Linked DNA regions of Triticum aestivum: region 2 is linked to region 1. The links are chromatin contacts, called in public Hi-C maps. All regions are on one chromosome and are shown on one strand. The core of a region is the stretch at or near the end of the contact, and the rest is flanking DNA. Distances in the headings are between cores, read along the strand shown.

Region 1 (3,937 bases), core at 1,379-3,878:
TTAGATTATTACAGACCAACAGATTGATTATGTACAATAGTTACAAAACTAACCTAATATAAACCCAGATTATAATAGTATGTCACGCCTTATAATAGTAAAATTAGCACGCACTACTGGGCTAGTTCAAATATATTATCAACTATAGTTAGGATGAATATTGTAAATTCACTTCACCCTACAGGCCTACATGTTGTGTTACGTGGCAGCCCCATTTCTTTCAAATTTTCAGTGAACCCGTACCCATAGTGTTGAGTTGATTTGTGGTCCACTAATATGGTAAATATGCTAAGATATTCACAATGCAAATGTAGAAAGAACTAGCATAACCAGAAAAAAAATACTAAAAGAGATGATGCTGAATGGAACTTACTGTTACCTTTATCGATCAGTGGTTTCTCCTCTTGTTTTATCCTGGAACTTGCATCAAAGAAATTAGAGCTTGTGGCTTCATTAATACGCTTGTCCTTGGAATATTCTTTATTGAAACTGGAGTTAGTTGTGCTTGATCTCCATGGAGACTGCTGCCAAGAGTTCTCCAGAGTATATGAAGGACCTCCCGATACTGCCCCATTTGTTCTGGCCATATATGGGCCCAGAATTGGCTTATTCAGGTCAGCAACATTGTGATTGTGGCCTACAAGATTACCTGTACTCGGCGGAAAGGAGGTTGCACTATTATGGCCAAACCTCCCCAAGCCTTCCGCCCTAGCTAATGCGGCACCAGCATCATTCGGACGTTTTGTATCCGATGATACACCAAGGAAATCTATAGGCTTGCTGTCCGATGCATGGTCATCTTCAAAATAATGATCAGCTCGGAGCTCAAGGTCAAACCTGCCTTGTTTAGTGGGTAAAGCAGCATCACTTGAGGGAAATCCATTTGGCGAGGACTGGACACTGCCCTCCCTGGGGAACTTGGACGACTGGCTTTTCTCATTGTTCACAGCAGCAGTACCGATCATGTTTGCACCATGCAGTGGAATTTGTGATGGCGAATCTCTCTGCGATGCATCTTCCAGTGTTGAGCATGCACGCATTTCTCTGCTCTGATGCTGCTTCATCAGGTCTCTCTGTACTCTGTAAACCCGATGCAATTCGTACACCTGGAGATAGCAAGAGGGTTGTTGTCAAGCCAAGAAATACACAAGACATCAAGGGGGGAACTGAAATCATCTAAGTGTTGCTGCATCGAAGTTTACGTAATCGAGGAAATGTATGTACCTGCTGTCTAAACACAGCTTCATGCGCCAGCATTGTGCGCCTGAACATCTCTTTATCACATTCCGAATAACCGAACGCCTCCGCCGTCACGAAGCCATTCGACGTCTCCTCCTCGTATGGGAACCTCCAGCTTGCGTGGAGGTCGCCCATGGCGCAATGCCCAGGATTGTAGCCCTCAACCTCCACCTTTGCCCCCATTGCTGCTCCAACCTGCTCAACAGGACATTCAATCAAAGGTGAATTACATTACATTACACACATAAAGCAGCAGCAGAAGAAAGAAATGATAACGCCTTTGTCCAGAACCAGCGTCAGTTATGCGAAAAGACAAACACGCATTATTCATCGCTTTGACAAACAAAGAGCAGAAGAAAAGGCGATGACTGATGAGCGGCCGGCCCTTTTTTCCTGGTATAAAGTGAGCAATGATGGTGGTCGCAGAGGATGACGAAAAGCTCAGGCCAACTGATCATACAGATTTATTCGTTAGCAAGTGGTGATAATTTGGGGATAATTGGCAGATTTTAAGTAGAGATATTATCCCAACAAACAAGGGAAATAAAGGAGATATTATTATCCCCCGGCTGTTTGGACGTCAACTTGTAGGGAAGGGGAGAAAGAATAAAGGAGACGAGGCAAGTCAACCCTCCACAGTCCCAGCCATGTCGATTCTACCAAATCCTAGTACTACCAAGAACCGATTCATTCAAGAGAAGTACTGTACAATTCATGAGAAGCGGCAAACGCGGATTAAGAAGAAAAAGACTATCATTACTGGACAGATGTAATCATCACTCAACCGCTCGCCGCCGGCGTACCCGACCGAAAATTTCTGTGAGACAAGAAGCAAATCGAACGGCGACTCAATTGCGAGAAGAGGGAGCTTTCTCCACAAGATTTTACCAAAACAGGCAACGGAGAAAAACATAAATGGACGGCAAAGATGGCATCTTTCCTGCAACAAACAACCGAGCCGAAATTTTAACTCGAGATTTTACCTCGGCCTCAGAGATTCTTCTTGGCACCGAACAGCGGCAGACAGGAACCGGCGACCCGCCGAAGTACGAGCATGGGCCGGAGAAGCGGGGAGCACGGCGGGCTCTCCTCCCACGACGCAAGAACGCAGGAGCAGGTGGAAGAAGAAGCGGCGAGCAATGAAGGAATTCTCCGGCGGATTTCACGGCGGAGACGCGAGGAACCGCGGCGTATCTGGGCGGGGCGGGGGGCCGGATTCGATGGGCCAGGGAGGGAGGAGGACTGGGGGAGGGGGAGAAGGGTCGGAACTGGTTCTTGTCTTGGGCGAACCCCCGGACCGAATGGCTGCGCTCTGCTCCCCTCGCCTCTCCTCTCCTCTTCTCTTCCCCGGAAGGCCTGATATATTTCCTTTTGGATGGATGGATCGGAATCGGACGGGCTTTGTTGGGTTCGGTCGGGTCATGTGCGCGCTGCCATGCGGGCCCGATCTCTCTCTCTCGGGATGGAATGGAACCACCTTCTTCTGCTCTCTAAACTAGTGCAAAGGACAGCAGATTTGTTGACATCTCTCTCCGTTGGTCTTTCTCTTTTATTCTCTCTCTCTCTCTCCTCGTGATGCTGCTTCCTTCCCTTCCCACCTAATCTCTCTCTCTCCTGTCAAAAATATATATATCTTTCTCTCTCATCTCAGAAAAAGATCTGTCTCTCTCCCTCTCTCGCTTGCGGCTGCAGTCCATGAGCGGAGATGCCCTGGTTTTTTTTTTACACTTGCGGCAGAGGGTGATGTCCCTTTCGAAGATGCGTTTGGGTGCGATCTTGGTTGTCAGGTTATGGAGTGCTTGTTACTCCATTAAGCATTCATTAAGAATCCGGTCTCGTCTTTGTAACATATTTATCGGGACCGAGAGAGAGAGAGCGTCTGACAGAGTGGCCCCACACCCCGGCATGCTCCCTGGGGGAGGAGAGATAAACACTTCATGTGTCAAGTTGATGGTTATATATCCTCAAAAAAAAAGTTGATGGTTACGTGCTTGAACAGGACCAGGCAGTACTACCAAACCTGCTTTAGTTTCCAGATTTATGGCCCGGATCCACATAATTGGCCACGCACCACGCTGATTTCTCGGTGAGTCGGTGTGAATGATCTGATGCGTTCTACTCTGCTGAGTACGTGCCGCCGTAGAATGCGGGATATACTACTGCTACTACTACGTACAATCCCGGGATGGGGTGAATTGCTGTGGGCGCCCAAGGTAGTGCTAGTACTAGAGTACGGTATTCATTCATTGATTCGTGCACATACTTCTGGGGGTACGTACATTGGTTGTTGTGCGAGCCGAGCCGGCATGGGCATGGGCGTGGCGTTCCAACCAAATTGAATGTGGCCGTAGGTGCAGGTGCAGGTGACCAAGTGCCAGATGACCGTCGCCGGCAACACAGCGGGGCAGCGCAGAGCAGAGTAGACAGCTGCTACTACTACTGTTGTTGACACGGTGCTGCTACTGGTACTACCACCATAAAGCAGAGCACGGGGATCGTCGGCACAATTTTTTCACTCCTACCGTTGCTTACTACTAGTCTCTGCTATTAAAGAAGATTCGAACGTCGTGATGGTTTGACCTTGCTTTAACCCCCTCCTATCGATAGCTACCTTGCACATTCCGTACGATTTTCTTTTTTCTTTTTTTGCTTCGTGGCGTCCCGCACGAGCACGACCCACCAAAGCTGAGAAACAGAA
Region 2 (3,670 bases), core at 521-3,020, 270 kb before region 1:
AAACAAGATGCTACATGTATCATGGATAAAATGCATGACAAAAACTCACTACCCCTACAATAATCAAACAAACCTAGACAGCAACAGAGTAAACAACACCAAAGGCCCAACTTTTAAATATATACTGTATTCCATAATGGCATAGAATATGCACCTCACCTGTTTGTTTCTAAATTCATCGGGCAGGAAATAACTAAAGGAGAGAAGACGAGTCAACCGGCGATAGTTCAACCTACTTAATAAAATCCTAAGGACTAGTTCTTTTAAGAGATATATCATCATCTTTACCAAACGTGGAAAATAGAAACCTATGGCCAGCAGATGCAATCATTGACTTCTCGCGTACAATCCAACTGAAACGTCACACAGACCTAACACCAAAACAGAAAATAAGAACCCCGAAACCTAATAAAAGGCCCCAAAAAAATTACAACAAGCAAGTTATAACACAAAGAGTCCCAATTCCAATTTCAGTTGAACTGGAATTTGCGTCCACTTCGAAGTTTTATGTTTGGTTTCACCAAGGAAAATTCCAGTTTGTTCAGAAAGGGGAGAATTACGAAGTGTCTTGGAAATAGAAGATTAACCCATTTCCAACTCCAGTTTGGATGATAAGAACTGTAAATAAAGGCCAGAGATGGGCAAGCATACTTGAGCAAGCACGCACGGGGAAACCGAGGCAATCGCAGGACGAACTGACAATGGTAGCTACAGGCACGGAGGTGGGAAGGGAAGGGGAAGTGGATCTGGACGCCAAAGTCGAGCCAGACGCCTGGAGTACAAAGAGGAAAGCGAAGAACGGATGGCGACGGACGGCAGGCGTCCGGATCTAGACAACAGGAGGAGGGCGGCAATGAGCAGGAGGCGGCGCCGGTGGCCAAGGCCGATGTGTCGCGTGGAGGGCGGCCGGATCTGGACGTGCGGCGGAGGCCAGGAGCGGACGAAGAGACAGTGACGGCGACGGCGACGGCGACAGCGACAGGGGCGTCGGGCAGAGAGAAATTCGTCCGAAATCGGAGCTCCAATCCCCCCAGGTGCCCCCGGATTGGAGGTCCAACACATCGGGAAAGCAAATCAACACCGCTCCTTTGGATTGTGTTAGCTCGATTCCACGATCCAGACAGCGCGCGAGCAGAATTAATTGAACTAGACCAGCTACAAAGAAAGGAAATTCTGACCTCAGGGATTCTTGGCGCTGCGCTGCAGCGGGTTGAGCCTGACGACCCGCAGCATTCGGCGGGCGAGCGTCCTGTCCGGCACCGCCGCCACGGCCATGCCCCAAGAAACCCCGCGCCGCCCAAGAAGCCGCCCAACCCAACCAAGGCAGGATATTTATTTATCTATCTATATATCCTAGAACGAACGAAAAGAAAGAGGCAAATCTCTGTGGCGGCGGCAGGGGGGCGATCGGGGCGGAGGACGCTCGGAGCTCCGACGTATCCGGGACGGGTCCGGTCGGGGGGAGGCTGGAACCGGATTTGCTGGGGCCGGGCCAGGGAGAGAAGGAAGGGCGAGGAAGAGGGAGAGAAAGTGGTGGGTTCTCGTCCTCGTCCCCGGACGAACGAACCACTGTCTGCGGATGTAGGAGTATCTTGGTTTGTTCTCTCTCTGCTCACTCCCCACTCTCTCTCTCTCTCTCCTTGCTCCTTTTGGGGGTTTTGGATTGGCGTCGTTTGGCCTGGCCTCCCTCTCTCTCCTCTCTCCTCTCTCCTCTGGGGGCAAGAAGGGAGGGGGATGGAATGGAACCACCTTCGACCCTCCTCCTTTCTAAACGAGCCGCAAGGACAGCAGATTTGTTGACATCTGATATTCTCTCTCCCTCTCCGCCCTGATGCTGATCCTCCCCATCACACCCCCTTGTCCCTCTCCCCGGGCTTTCTCTCTCATCAATCACCAACCCAGACATTTCCCCATATTATACCACATCGCCACCGGCTGCTGTCCCTCTCACGATTCTGGTGTGGAACTAGACAACTAGTGGTACTACGTTTTTCTCTCTTTCCAATTCCAAGTGTGCTGTGCTATGATATGATATTGATATAATTATTCCGGAGGATCGGATTTCCTTCCTATGGGACAGTTATCATGAGGACGATTGATTTTTATTTATTTCTCTTTCCTCGGTCCGGTTTGTTTAGAGTAATGGAGGATACGAGTTTAGGGATTGGGACTTGGGAGAGAATCTGTCCACCCTTGGCTTTGCTTCCCTCCCGGTGGGGGAGAGAGAGAAAGTAGTAACAGACAACAAGTGTTAAAAATACTCGAGGAGGACGGTACCACCCAACCTCCTTTCCAAACCTTGCAAAACCGGCCATCTTTTTATCCCTCCCCTCGTGATGCCTTCTTTTTTATCTCCTGGGTGGACTCGCTACGTACACACCGTCCGGACCTTTACATTGGCCAGCCAGCCAGCCGGATATATCCACGCGGTTGTTTTGGACTCCTTTCAACAAGTACTAGAAGGAGTACTGTGGGTGCATGTACTGCTGGTACTAGTAATGGTGGTTGGACATGTTGAATGTATTTGTATGCACTTATGGCTTAGCAACAGTGCAGGTGTTAATGTGTTGTTGTATTTCTTTTATTTTTATTATGCCAGTATGTTAGTATCTTCTTATTGATTGTTTACCTTATGCTTGTGTCGCTTTTTTTGTGTTAATCCTACTTTCATACGTAAGCATGAAATTTGCCGCACCAGTTTAGTGCAAGTACTTTTGGATCCTATAATGTCTGCTTGCCCAATAATACTCCTCACTTGTTTAGTCAAATGCCGTAGTTAATGAATACCTAAACTGTACAACCAACTCTCTACGTTATGTCTCGAAAATAAATGACAGGTTGTTGGCGTGACAACATGCCAATATCACAGAATCAGGAGTACGGAGCGACTGTTAGCTCCGCGGACTTAGGGGTAGAGCGATGTGGGACCACTCCGCCTTCTTTGTCGCGTCACTCATCTTCATCATATCATCTATGTGCGAGATTCTAGTGTGTGTTTGTGTGTTCTCTGCTCTTTGCGTCGTCACCGCTATTTGTTTCTTTTGTCTTTATCATCCTGCGCCCACCTATGACTTCGTCGTTATCTGGCGGTACTATTCCACAATCTTCATCCTCTTACATATCTTACATCACTAGCATCAAGACAAGGTGACACTGCCCCGATCAGGCGTACATACGAAGTCATCGAGGAGCCACATTACCCGTATGACATCTCGTTAACCTCTCGGGCATGTTCTTTCGCTATCCAATTTGGTGTCTCCTGTTCATTCCCCCTCCATGTTCTTCATTGCAACTTACATACAAATGTTCGCATGGTATTCCAAGTGTGTGGCCACTTGCTTATCTTTATATTACAATATAGGAATATTCGTGCTAAATAGTGAGGTACCCCTATGATTTGGGCATACCACCCAATTTTTTTACCAAAATAAATAGGTTAAGAAATAAAAACTATTTTTTCACAACAACCATGTTTGTGATTTCCTTCTGAGCGCAATTCTTGGCAAGAAAATGTCATACATCGTGACCTAGGCCGAAAAATGTGTTCTAAAAAGCTTGGGAAAATCAACATTTTACCAGTATTACAATACATGTCAAAAAATATATTTTCAAACAAGTTATTTTCAGTACAATTTATCATTCCTCCGAGGAGGACGCAGCTGGCCTCAGA

What was found. Hi-C and Micro-C count contacts between places; a contact is called where the count stands out from the background.
Region 2: a contact with region 1 is called in a Hi-C map of leaf, with 4 times the contacts expected there. The contact joins the promoter of LOC123122904 here to the promoter of LOC123122903 in region 1. A contact is called at or near these places in 2 of 5 Hi-C or Micro-C datasets (both in leaf) and 1 of 1 datasets of contacts at active chromatin or transcription factors (leaf).

What each region holds. Positions count from the first base shown.
Region 1 is chr5D:473,610,984-473,614,920 of IWGSC CS RefSeq v2.1, reverse strand. LOC123122903 reads right to left here and starts at 2,628. Exons shown (of 4, transcript XM_044543277.1): 1 at 2,223-2,628; 2 at 1,225-1,434; 3 at 380-1,106. The coding sequence starts at 1,422.
Region 2 is chr5D:473,883,309-473,886,978 of IWGSC CS RefSeq v2.1, reverse strand. It overlaps LOC123122904, which reads right to left and starts at 1,770. Exons shown (of 5, transcript XM_044543279.1): 1 at 1,179-1,770.